2 separate regions of the Mus musculus genome follow, and region 2 is linked to region 1. Evidence: chromatin contacts called from public HiChIP or PLAC-seq data. All regions are on one chromosome and are shown on one strand. Each heading gives the region's core, a stretch centred on a gene start, on an enhancer-like site or on the middle of the called end of the contact. The rest is flanking DNA. Distances are from core to core; before and after follow the strand shown.

What was found. HiChIP or PLAC-seq counts read pairs in DNA pulled down with a chosen protein or histone mark.
Region 2: an HNF4G HiChIP or PLAC-seq map of pancreatic cancer cells shows a contact between it and region 1. The contact joins two enhancer-like sites. A contact is called at or near these places in 5 of 115 datasets of contacts at active chromatin or transcription factors (embryonic stem cells, extraembryonic endoderm stem cells and pancreatic cancer cells) and 1 of 9 other capture datasets (embryonic stem cells).

The regions. Positions count from the first base shown.
Region 1 is chr1:88,449,127-88,455,279 of GRCm38.p6, forward strand. All of the region lies in intron 1 of Gm29538 (predicted gene 29538), which reads right to left. Among named protein-coding and RNA genes, the nearest start is that of Gm28888, 8.0 kb to the right of the region's middle. Within about 2 kb of position 3,330, at least 25 of the 459 cell types and tissues checked have an H3K27ac peak or open chromatin away from gene starts, as enhancers often do. A contact at or near this core is called in pancreatic cancer cells, where this site is marked.
Region 2 is chr1:89,089,372-89,095,524 of GRCm38.p6, forward strand. All of the region lies in intron 1 of Sh3bp4 (SH3-domain binding protein 4), which reads left to right. Among named protein-coding and RNA genes, the nearest start is that of Gm34331, 11 kb to the right of the region's middle. Within about 2 kb of position 3,545, at least 101 of the 459 cell types and tissues checked have an H3K27ac peak or open chromatin away from gene starts, as enhancers often do. A contact at or near this core is called in pancreatic cancer cells, where this site is marked.

The DNA.
Region 1 (6,153 bases), core at 2,080-4,579:
CGCGTGTGTGTGCTCATGAGTGAGCATACACACCTACAGAGGACAGAAAAATGAATCAGATCCCCCTGGAGGTGGAGTTAAAGACACTTGCAAGCCACCTGACATGGTACTGGGAACTGAATGAGTCTTCTGTAAGATAAGTGCACATTCTAACCATTGAGCCATCTTTTCGGCCCTGTTTCCTCCTCCTCCCCTCACCCCCCAACTTCTCATCCTCCTCCATGTGTATAGGAATTTGCCTGCATGGATGTCTACGCACCATATGTATGCAGTGCCCAGATAGGCCAGTAAAGGGCAAAAGATTCCCCTGGAACTGGAATTATAAATTGTAGCTGTCACATAGGGGCTGGAAATCAAACCTTGGTATTCTGGAAGAACAATCAGTGTTCTTAACCATTGAGCCATCTCTCCAGCCCCAGGTTTCTTTTGATCAGGAGAAAGAGAGAGGTAAGAGAGAGAGAGAGAGAGACACATACAGAGAGAGAGAGAGAGAGAGAGAGTGCGTGTACGTGTGTGTGTGTACGTGTGCACGTGTGTGTGCATATGTGTGTGTGCATGTGTGTGTGTGTGTGCGTGTGTATGTGTGTATTAGTGTATTCTGTGATTCTTTCCATGTGGTTTAGATGCTCTGCCGTTTCCCTATGTCACTAGCATTCTGGCTACACCTCTCTCTTTTTAATTTCATTTTTAATAGTTTGCCTTATTGTGTTTGTGCCCACTGATTTCTTCTGCATGGCTGGGTGCTGTCCATCTCATCCAGTGGTCTACATTTTTTATCTTCATCTCTGGGTGTCCTACTTGGACCAGTGCCATTGCTACACTTCCCACTTTATTGTGATCATGGTTCCTGTAAGGACTTGAATGTGTGGTGACCGTTTATGATAATCACCCTTTCCTGCTAGTTCAGTCCTCTCTATCATGTGAGCAGTTTGTCTACCACCCCTTTGGGTGGGGAGTCTTATTGGACATGGGATACTGTAGCCATGAGTCTCAAGAATGTTATACTTTTTGGGATTCTTTGAATTTTGTTTTCTCACTGAAGTCACATGGATTCTAGTCAATAGTTTTGAGGCTCGTGTTCAAGGTTTTCTAGGGCTGGCCCAGGATTCTTTTGAATCTAGGAAAATGCCTAGACAACCACTCCCCTGATTCCATCAAACCAATTATTTTCTGAGGATGTAATCTATTGTTTCATTATCAAAAGCCCTTTCTGTGATGGAGAGAAGAGCCCTACGTGAGTTTAGAGAGTTGTTCTAGATTCCACCTTCTGGAGAGTCTTTTCTGGACTCAGTTACCTCTCACACACTCAGATCAACACAAATCAAAACATTTGGAGGTTTCTCTCTGGCTTTCACTAGAACCATTCCTCTTTGTAGCTCTCCCCTTTCTGTATTTTGCCATGCTGGCCTTTCTGAATGCTGGGCTCTTTAACCTTACAGTATAGCATGGAAACCACTTCCAGACTTTAAACCGGGGTGATGCTGAGAGTCCTTCTGTCTGTCCATCTGTCCGTCTCTAGGTGATTCTCTTCTTGGGCTGGCCTCTTTCTAGGAAGCACTGTCTCTTACTCTCAACATCTACTTATTGAAAGCATGCACAGTGCTGAGACTCCACTGTGGCCAGCCCCAGAGATGCACATCTATTTGACTTGGAAAGAATAGAAACTTGTCACAAAGTCATCATTTACAATTGAGAATTCAATGGTACGGGAAGAAGCAACTGAAACAGAAACAACCTTAGGGCTTCCGGTTCTAACTTTAACCCACTGCAGAGGATGTGTAAAGTTCTCCTGCGGTAATTACATTAACAAACCTTTAGTCTTTCACAGTTTTGGCCGCCACATTTTATGCACAGCAGTGAGTTGTCAGGCTCTGTGAACTTGGTTACAATTTCTGCTTCAGAAGGAATGGCTGTCAGGCCTAGATCCCTTTTCTCCTTGGGCTGTGTGAGAATATTTTTAGGCAAATTGGAAGAGAAAATAAGCCCCCTGCCCACACTGTAGTGAGTGGCCAGGTCAACCAAAGATGGAAACGTGCTGACCAGCCAGCAATTTTCCTTCGGAGACTGTATAATGAACAGTTAGAATTACTCAGTTACACAGTGACAGAAAAATAATTGCGAGCTTGAAGTACCCTGAATACCTGGAATTGAATTTTGCAATAAATCTTTAAAATAGTCACTCATGTTTGATTTCTTTATATGGTGTATAATGGCTTCTCCACTGAAATACAGGCGCCTTTGATTTTCCATCTTTCTATGATGCCTCTTTTAAAAATGACAATCTTGTCTTGTGGTACCCACAGGTTGGCACCGTGGGCTGACTTTGCACCCAGCAGCATCACAGCTTGGGACAGCCCTCCATGCTGCCAGCTGTTCTCTGCGGTCCTTGCTGCACACCACCATGCTCCTGGGAAGCCTGGCCAGCTCTTCTGGTGGCCCTTCTGACCTCTTTCACCCTTTTATTTTGGTTGTACGATGTAAGAACCATTGAGCGCTACACATTCATGTCATCTGTTTATACTTAAAAGAATAGTAGTGTACACTCAACTACTTTATGACAGATTTTATTTATGTAAAACCAGGCATCATAACATCTTAGGGCTTTAGGGGGCTATAGGCATTGTGTGTGTGTGTGTGTGTGTGTGTGTGTGTGTGTGTGTGTGTGGTGTTTGTGTGGGTGTGTGCATACATAGTATGTTCATGTAGATATCAATATAGGATGTCTTCCTGAGTTGCTTCTCCACCAATATTTTTTGAGATGGGGCCTCACACTGAACCTGGAGCTCAGGGATTTGGCAAGGCCAGCGGACTTGTAAGCTCCGACAGATGCTGCCGTCTCTGTCTCTACAGAGGGGGTGGTAGGCATGTGTCTACTGCACAGCAGGCTCTTTATTTACTTTTTAACTTTTTTATTGATTCTTTGTGACTTTCACATCGTGAACCCCGAGTCCCATTCATCTATCTCCCTGTCTCTGTATCTGCCTGCCCTTGGCCCTTGAAACCTCCTTCTCCCCAGCCCTCAAGAAAACAAAAAAGTAAAAACAGAAACAGAGAAAGAAAGAAAGAAAGAAAGAAAGAAAGAAAGAAAGAAAGAAAGAAAGAAAGAAAGAAAGGAAGGAAGGAAGGAAGGAAGGAAGGAAGGAAGGAAGGAAGGAAGGAAGGAAGGAAAGAAGGAAGATCTCGCCCTGCAAGCTGCAGTGTGTCATGGTGTATCACACTGTTGTGCCCTTTTGACTAAGCATCTTTACTTGCCAGTGTTTATGGAATGAGTCATTGGTCTGGTTCGAGGCACTATTGGTACTGGAGCCTCTCTGGGGTTCCTCTCAGTTATCAGCTTTGGATCTGTAGGACCGGCCTCTTTATGAGCTCCAGCAGTTCATACATGGGGTAGGCGTTGTGGTGTCAACTCCAAGCCCTGGACCTGGGCCTGGACGCTAGCTGAGTTGGTCAGCCCACCCGCTAACCTGAATTCACACCACAGGGACAAGCTCTCCAGCTCTGCTCCAGTAGCCCATCCAAAGTGCCACAACCAGAAAGAGGCAGGGTCAGCTCTGCACAGCCCTTGGGTCCCAGGCAGCAGCCCATACAGGGGACGTCTGCATGGCCTTTGGTGATAACATGGACATTGACACAGACCCCTGCTGCTACAGGACTCAGGCTACTCACATTGGGCTCCCCACCCTCAAGTCTCCAGTTCGGCTTCTCTTTCTCTCTAATCACACCATATACTTACACATCACCGTAGCTGCTGAGGTGAGTAGGCCATGAGGCTGACAGGCCTCTGAATGTCTTCCACCCACCCATGCTGTGTGGCATCAGACGGACCTTGCAGCAGGCTTTTTAATATGGTCAGGGGTGGGGGAGGGGCGGTGGTCTGAGCTCAGGTTCCCACAGTTCTGCATCGGACACTGACAGACAGAGCCCTCTGCCTAGCATTTAACACAGCAGTTGAGACAGAGAGTAGACAAACGCGTTTATAGATAAAGCCATGAGTTTAGGGAAGATGTAGCTTGTACCAAATAACTGGATTGACTTCGCAGTCAAGTTTCTATTGTGTTTGCAGTACTGTGGTTTCCCCACATTGGGCCTGTCCTGTGTGGTGACCCTGACCTAGGATCTTGGGCTTTTAGTCAGAGGGAAGGAAGCAGGCTGTGAACTGAGGTTGGAGTGTTTGGAATAATATAGGCCAGCTGACTGGATTCCTTGGCAGTGAATGGACAAGCGTAAAAGCAGGCTCTGTGCAGGATACTAGGGATACCTGGACAGACAGGACTAGACCCTGCAGGAAAGACGGTGCTGTGTGCTCACACACAGAAGAGAAATCTGCAAATCAACAAGGTAGGCAGAACAGCAGCTCTTGGTGAAAGGAGACACTGAAGGGGGTGATATTTATGCTAATGGGAGCATAAGGAGGGGCAAGGAAAAGCTTTGTCTTCATCAAAGAAAGTCGTTGCCAGGTAAGCAATCAGGGGACAGCAGGATATGGCGTGTGGCATAAATAAATAAATAAATAAATAAATAAATGGGTCAGAAATGAAATGCTGATAGAATAGGTGGGAAGTAATTTGTGAACGAATTTTTCTGCTCCTCAGAATGTAAGTGGTATTTCTGGGAGAGGTTTTGGGTGTCTTCCCTCACGTTTCCAATTACTAAAGCTAATTATTCACCTCATTTGCATCCTATCTCTAGGCAGGAGCTGGTGAGGGAGGGCCCAGGCCGGTGGATGTCTGTGGTTTGGGGAGGTGGGGGCTCTTGCTCGCTTAAAAAAAAATGAAGACAGTGCCGCTCTTGGAGGTTAAGCATTTTCAGACATATTGGGACAGAGTTTGCCCTCTCTGTTTCCCTTGGGGCTGGTAGATTCCAGATATTTGTTGTAAACAAGTAGTATAAAAAATGACAGGCTGGTAGATAGATGGATTTCATAGACATATAGGTGGATGTAAATAGTAGATGGGTGAAGAATAGGTAGGTGAGAGACCGTAGGAAGATAGGTAAAAATAATGATAAACACAGTTATAAAATATAATACAATGGGGCATGGGGGCTACCTGGTGGGCTCATGTCAAGGTGTCCCCTGAGAAATCACAGCATGCAGCAGATCTGGTATAAAGGAGGTTTATTTGGGGGAAGAGAGGGGAGTGAGGGTGTGGAGAAGGGACAGGGGTGACAGATGAGCAGAGCCATGAGGGCAGAGAAGCGGGGGCAGAGAGAAGGACAGAAAGGGGGAGAGAGAGAGACCGGCTGGAAACATGTGGGAACAGATAGTGACAGAACTGGGGTGGCAAGCTGTCCTTTTGTAGAACACCTGAAACTGGCCCGTGCAGGTGATGGCACAGGTACCTAAGAGGAGCCTAGTGGAATCACCTGTAAGCCAACACACACACAGGATAGATAGATAATAGACAGATGAGGGATGGGTAGATGACAGATATGTAAGACAGATATGTAGATGATGCATAGATTAATACATATTATATTTATATTATATATAATAATTAATATATTGAGTGATTTTACTATATTAATTTATTATATATTATAGATAGATAGATAGATAGATAGGTAGATGATAGATAGATTTACAGAGGTTTTTAGACAAATTCTAATAAGCTACACTAACCAGAGGCAGAAAACCAGCCCCTGCACTTTGCCCTTGACTACACAGTAGAAGCCATTCTGTAATATTCCATCTGAGGATGCTCTGAAGACCAGCCCTGCTGTAGGCCGGCACTCAACACCAGTGGCAATGATGACGTCTCATTACTGAAGAACTAACTTGGCTCCTTTCCTGTTCCAACAGTCCTTTGGTTTTCCCTAACTGAGCTGGCTAGAGGGTCAGGATGTTAATTTTTAGCGAGTGCTGTGCCTTCCTCTGCAGGTAGGACTACCAGCCTTCAACTCCTTCTGCTCTTGGGTGGGGAGACCCCAGACCACAGCAGCCTCTGTGCTTCCCTGTGCTCCAGGGAGTGACAGTCAGCAGCCAGAGGTCTGTGGCTCCCAGTGGTCAGAGGTCTGTGGCTCCCAGCGGCTTGCTGGGAGAGTACTGGGCTCAAACCTATCACCTAACTCCTTCAGGAGAACTGTCTGCCTTTTGCCAGCTTCTTAGTTTGTTTTTCCCAGAGTGGGAGAGAGGAAGAAAGAAGGGGGAGGAGG
Region 2 (6,153 bases), core at 2,295-4,794, 640 kb after region 1:
TGATATAAGATTGCATCCTTTAGCCCAGCAGGTCTGGGATGGGGGACAGCTGCAGGCACTGACTTTGGATTGTGCAGAGTTCTGGATACCTCTCAGGTGTTCCCTATCCACAGCAACCTTGTGAGGTGGTGACAGAGCTGAAGAATTGAGGGTGAGCAGACCTGTGGCTTGTGGGAGGCTCTGTAGGACACTGTGGTACTGGGTTCCGATCCTGGACCGTCTGTGGTCTGTTCCGACTTCTGCATCTGAAAGCTTCTCGGAGAACAGGCGGCAGACAGCCTATAGCTTCCACATTCACGATGGTATCTTTGTTGGATGAGGACTAGTCAGGGTAGCTAGCCACCTCTCTTGGGCCTCTGGGATTTTACAGTTGCTGGTGAATGGGTGGACACCCTGAAGGCCTTCCTGTGGCTTTCTTGGTATACACAGGGTGCTGTTCAGTGCTTGTGGTCCTCAGAGGCACCGAAGTTGATAGCCAGATTTGTCAAGCCCCGGCCCACCTTCTTTCCTAAGCACTGTTCTCCTCGGACCATGCTGTTTTGTCCTGGCTGCACCCTAACTTCATATCACCCCACTCCCACCCCTGCAGGCTTCCTCCAGAGTCCCGACATCACATTTTCCGTTTTCTTCCTCATGCCAACACACAGCTCTCTGAGCTTACTGAAGTGTACATTTGAGGTCTTATCTGTTAGACACAGCCCCCCACACTCACGTCACTTACGTGGTATGCGCCCTAGGAAGAACCTGGAGGTTTGTGGAGCACTTTCAAAAAAAAAACAAACAAACAAAAACGAAGGCCTGAGTATAGTGGTGGAGACTTGAAGGAGTTTCACTCCCTGGGCTGCCATGCACTGTGGTCACAGACATGTAGTGTCCCAGCTAACCCGTAGCAGTTCCTCCTCTGATTCTTCTGTTTGTACACACCCTTCTTCAACGCACACACAAGTGTTTAACTCCCAAGACCTGGGCTCGCTCTGTATGCCGACTAACCCCATCTGACTTAGCAGGTGCTTTGATGCGCCTCCCTTTGTGAAAAACCACAAGGACCGCGTTCACCTGTTCGTTGGCTCAGCTAGTATCTGAGGTGTGAGGGGCAGACACAAATGCCCCTCTGAGCCCCCCACCAGACCCCGGGCCCCTTCACAGAGGCTCAAGTCATCCGGTTCATGCGACACTCCGTGGTGAACCCTCCTAGCCTCCTTCCTCATTGCAGACTGGTGTCTCTCCTCGAGCCTGTTTTGGGAGTGTTTGATTGGACACTCTTACACACAGAATGCAGCTTTGTGTGACTCCTAGCTTCCGGCAGTCAACTGGTGTTTTCAGTTGCCAGAGATGCACAGACACCCCAACAAGAAGATGCTTCAGGGTCCAAGCGAGTCTTATAGCTGTGGCGCCTGTAGTTAAGACAGGTGGGGCGATCCTTGAGTACACTCACCCCACCTGGGAGGAGCAACCTCGCCTCAGAGAAGAATCCGAGGCCGCTGTTGAGGTTTAGCAAGGAGGGCAAAGAGGATTTCCGGGCAGTGGTGTGGGCTTGAGCTGGCCTGGTTCTCTTTCTGAGCAAGATAAACAGTAATGAGGGATGCCCAGCAGGAACAAGCTGAATTTTCGGAGGCTCTCAGTGGCTGTTGTCACTGCCATGCAAGGGACCAAGGAAGGTGACCCCCTAAACATATAGACAGAATGCAGGACATCAGTGTGGTCATTGAAGAGTCACAAACAGAGAGCTCTCGTCCAGACTTACACAGCCACTGCTGGCACAGACCGACTTCAGCCTGTCCTTCCTGTCCCCCTGTTTCAGATGTAGTGTTCTTCTAAAATATTTTAAATTTTAATTTTTTTATGCCTATGAGTATTTTTTTTTCCTGCATGAGTGTGACTGGTGTTGATGGAGACCAAAGCAGGGCATTAGATTCCCTGCAGTGAGAACTACAGATGGTTGTGAGCTGCCATGTAGTTGCTGGGAATCAAACCCTGGTCCTCTGAAACAGCACCAAACGCTGAGGCATCCATTGAGCTCAGTCAGTCCGTTTATCTGGTGGATCTTAAGTAATGCGGAGAGCTATTCCCGACCTTGTTGTGTTGTCGACCATCCTCTGCTTGTTTACATTTGTACCACACAGAGTTCACTCTCATGGTCTCTCCTGTCTCTGGCTGCCTCTTATAAGATTAGTTCCTCTGAAGATATTAGATCCTCAGACTGGATGCATGCACAAGTTGAAAGCAGGAGGAGCAGAAGTTCAAGGCCATCCTAAGCTATATAGGGAGATTGAGGCCAGCCTGGGCTACATGAATCTCTGTGTCAAGTCAAAACAAAACACAACAAAAGGTGAGTGTCTCTCTGTGGTTAGGTGAGTGAACTTGCTTAATAACTCGTTGGCTTTGTTCACAAACTCCCCTGAGGTGGGACGAGGGTGGTCTCGTACAGGCACAGCAAGGAAGCCACAAACCACTATTAGCTCCAACCAGGTGATCAGGTTGAACCTTGATGAGACCCTGACCTTGTTTGAGAGAGAGGCTTAGACCCCAGAAGATGGTGTCTTCGCTCAGCTAAACCAACCCTGCTTCCTGAGCCACTGAAATGGAGAAATGTCCAACCTTTGTTATCTGTGGTCATTTGCTGTGCAGAGCTGGGTTCCTTTTGACCCACCAGGCTGTCCTTGGGTTCACCTGTGTGAATTATCCCCACCTTTGCTGTGGGGATTTTTGAAGCAGGACTACCTGTAGGATGGTAGAATGTGACAGGGAAGCGCTTTGTCTGCCCCAGCATGCAAACTGCCAGTGGAAATCGGATCCTCTGCACACACCTCCCCCCACCCCCACCAGCTATTCCTCTGCATCAAGCTCCACACTGACCACCTTGTGATATTGGAGCTGGTCCGCCCGGGGTGATGTGTATCTGATAGACTTTCAATGCAGGTACATCTGCCTCCCCTCCCCCAGACTCATGTTATTATTCTCCTTTGTTCCAACTAGATTTTTTACATGGTTTCGGTTCACTTTTCTTACTGGATCCTACAAAGTCTTGGAATTTACTAGAACTAGGCAAAACGCGCTGGTTCTTAGAGTGTTCTTTCACTGCGGGGGGGGGGGGCACTCCACCGTGCAAGGCTTTAAAACAGAATGAGACTCCTTGGAACCCTTCTGTCCCAGGGGATGCTTGGCAGGATTGTTTTCTAGGTTTTCCCGGCCATGACCTGAGTGCTCAGGCCCTGGACTCCACTCTGGCTGGAGTAGAGTGATGTTTGTGGTGCATCCTCCTTTGAGAAGGCCTGCCTGAGAGCTGCTTTTTCTCTGGGCTCCCTGGAGGTGGCTGCAAAGGAATGTGGGCCCCTGGCTGAGTGTTCCAAACGCGCGCGCGCGCGCGCGCGCACACACACACACACACACACACACACATTCCTGGAGCAAAGTTAAAATTAGAAAAAAAGCTGCCACATTTCCTGCCATTCAGGCAGTCGCTGGTGTTTGTTTGCACAAAGGTTCTTCGGTAACAATCTGGAGTGGGTTTGGGAGGATGGAGCGGTTGAAGTCATGATTTTCAGGAGGGAGGTGAGCGGTTTCCATGGCGACCTTTGTTGTGGGCGTCACCCAGCTTTTGAGTCCCTGCACAATGATACTGGAATGGAAAAATGCTGTCAAACAACTCCTTTTGATAGTTCACAAGAAAAATTTAATTTTACTTGTTTCTTTCTAGAAGGCAGATGCAAAGGGGAATGAGCACAGCTGACTGCCCCTCTTTTTAAATGACCTTTAGCCTCCACTTTCTACCTACGCTGGGGTGGGGGGCACCATCCCTAATGTACTTGTCAACCAGAATCCTCCAGGTTCAGCAACTTGTCTGCACCTAGGGTATGAGAACCTAAGTCTGTGTCCATACTGTGAACACCCAGCCATCATCTTTGCAATAGTGCCTGCTAGAATCCAGAGGCTTCCTCGTGCACAAGAGATCAGGACAAAGGTCTTGTCTCAGAGAACACTTTTCCTGGAGATACAGGGACAAGGGGGAGGTGCGTTTGTGCAAGAAGGAGAGGCAAGTGAGGCTGGGAGGGGGTTGGGCAGTAAACTAAGTTTGCTAGAGTGTGCATCCCGAAAGATACCCAAGCCCTAGTGTCTGTGACCATTACCTATTAGAGCAAAGGGGCCTTTGCAGATGGGAGGAGCCTGGGGTGTCAGGATTTCTTGGTATTTTCATTAATAAAGAACTGATAAAGAAGAGATTCAAGAGCCTCCCGCCAGCATCATTGGGTGCTGAGATCCCTGGGAGAGACAGAAAACCAGAGAGTCTAGGATAGGGCAAGGTTGTTCTTTTCATCTAGCAGGGTGGCTAGATGAATTCCTTTTAGGGGCGACCCTACCACCGATTACCTTCTGCTAGGCCCCACCTCTTAGAGAATTTACCTTTTCTTAACATCTCCAGTCTGGGAGACTTAAGGTTTCAGCATTCAGACCATGTCCAGGCCGTACCATGCATGGTTCCTACTTCTGCCCTACATGCAAACACATGTGTCTTTGTAAGAGGTGGTGGAGGGAGGTTCAACCACAGGAACTGATGACAGATACGGACTAAATGAGTGTGCTTTGGGTACCAGAGGCAGGGAGATTGGTAAACTCGAGAAGCTAAAAAAGGGCAGAGAAAGGATTTGTAAGTCTAACCCTCCCTGTTCACCCTGTCTCCTTGGCTATCTCCTTGGCTTTACCCCATAAGATTGGGTTCAGATTTCTAGCCCCTAAAACTACATGGGATAAACCTGTGCTATAGCAGCAATAGGAGAGACAGGAGTGTGGGAATCCAAAGACGTGACCACTACACAGAGCCTTCCTTCCTTCCATACTGTGCGCTTCCCTGCGGATTAGCCTAGGATCATGGCACCTGCATTAGTATCCAGACCTAGCTGACAGCCCCAATCCCATCACCTCTGGTGATCTTTAACCTGGGAGTGATCCATGGTGATTGTATATATTATTGACGAAAAACCATCTCTTGGAGTACAGGCGACACTTGCTCTCTCACCTCCGATTTAGCAGGGGTATAAATGTGTTGTATTAATGGAACAAAATATTTGCATGACTTTTTAAATTGGTGTGTGTGTGTGTGTGTGTGTGTGTGTGTGTGTGTGTGTGTGCACCAACAATACAGAGTCACCCTCCAGCATTGACTAGAACCAGCCAGGAGTGCTGTTTTGTGTGTGTATATCAGCCTTGTTTGTGTCTTGGCAAAAAGCCAACCCAGTGACCTAGAGCCAGCTGTACATTTCCCATCTGTTCCAGACTGCGACCCCCCCACCCCCACCCCCAGAGGCAGAGCCTGGTATTTTAGATGGTGACTTCTCTCAGGAACAGGGTTTGGGGCACCAGGAAGATGAGGTGAGAGAGGAAAACAGCAAGAGGTGAACTGCTGAACGAGTGACCTTGTGGACACGGAGGCTGCACGGGTCTGGGACCTTCTTGAGGAGCTGTGAGACCATACCTGGGAGTTGTTCCTGGAGGGAGGGAGCATGGATCCTAGGGTTTCTTTGGGGTGTTTACTGAGGCCTGGTGTGCTGCCTTGGGGAGCACCCTCCCTCCAGAGGGAGAGAGCACCCACCATGTGCACTTAACCTGGTTGCCCCCTAAAAGGAATCTGTGTGTTACTATGGTGTGATATCCATTATGCTATGGTGTCTCTTGCTGTATGGATTTCTATTAGGCTTTCTTCCTGACCCCCGAGGCTTGTAAGAAAGGGAAATGTATTGTTCAGGGTTCTCTAGAGAAACAGAATGGATAGAATGAGTATATATATGGGATTTATTATAGTGCCTTACAGGTTATAGTCCAACAATGGCTGTTTCCCAATGGAAAGTCCCAGAAGCCAGTATTTTTTTTTTAATTGCATGAACACATATCTTAAAAGTGCACACTGGAATCCCAAAGACGAAAGCTCTAATGCCAGTGAAGGAATGAAATGCTGTCCAGAGTGAGGGCAAGCAAAGAGAGAGCTTCCTTCTTCTCGGTCCCCTGTATAGGACTAGATCTCTAGTCACTAGAGAGTGTGTCCCAGATTTAAGGTAGATCTTCCCACTTTAAATAATTCAATCCCGAAAAATCCCTCACAGGTGTGCAGGATTGTAGTTAACGGCAGATGATGTCAAATTGACAACCAAGAACAGCCCT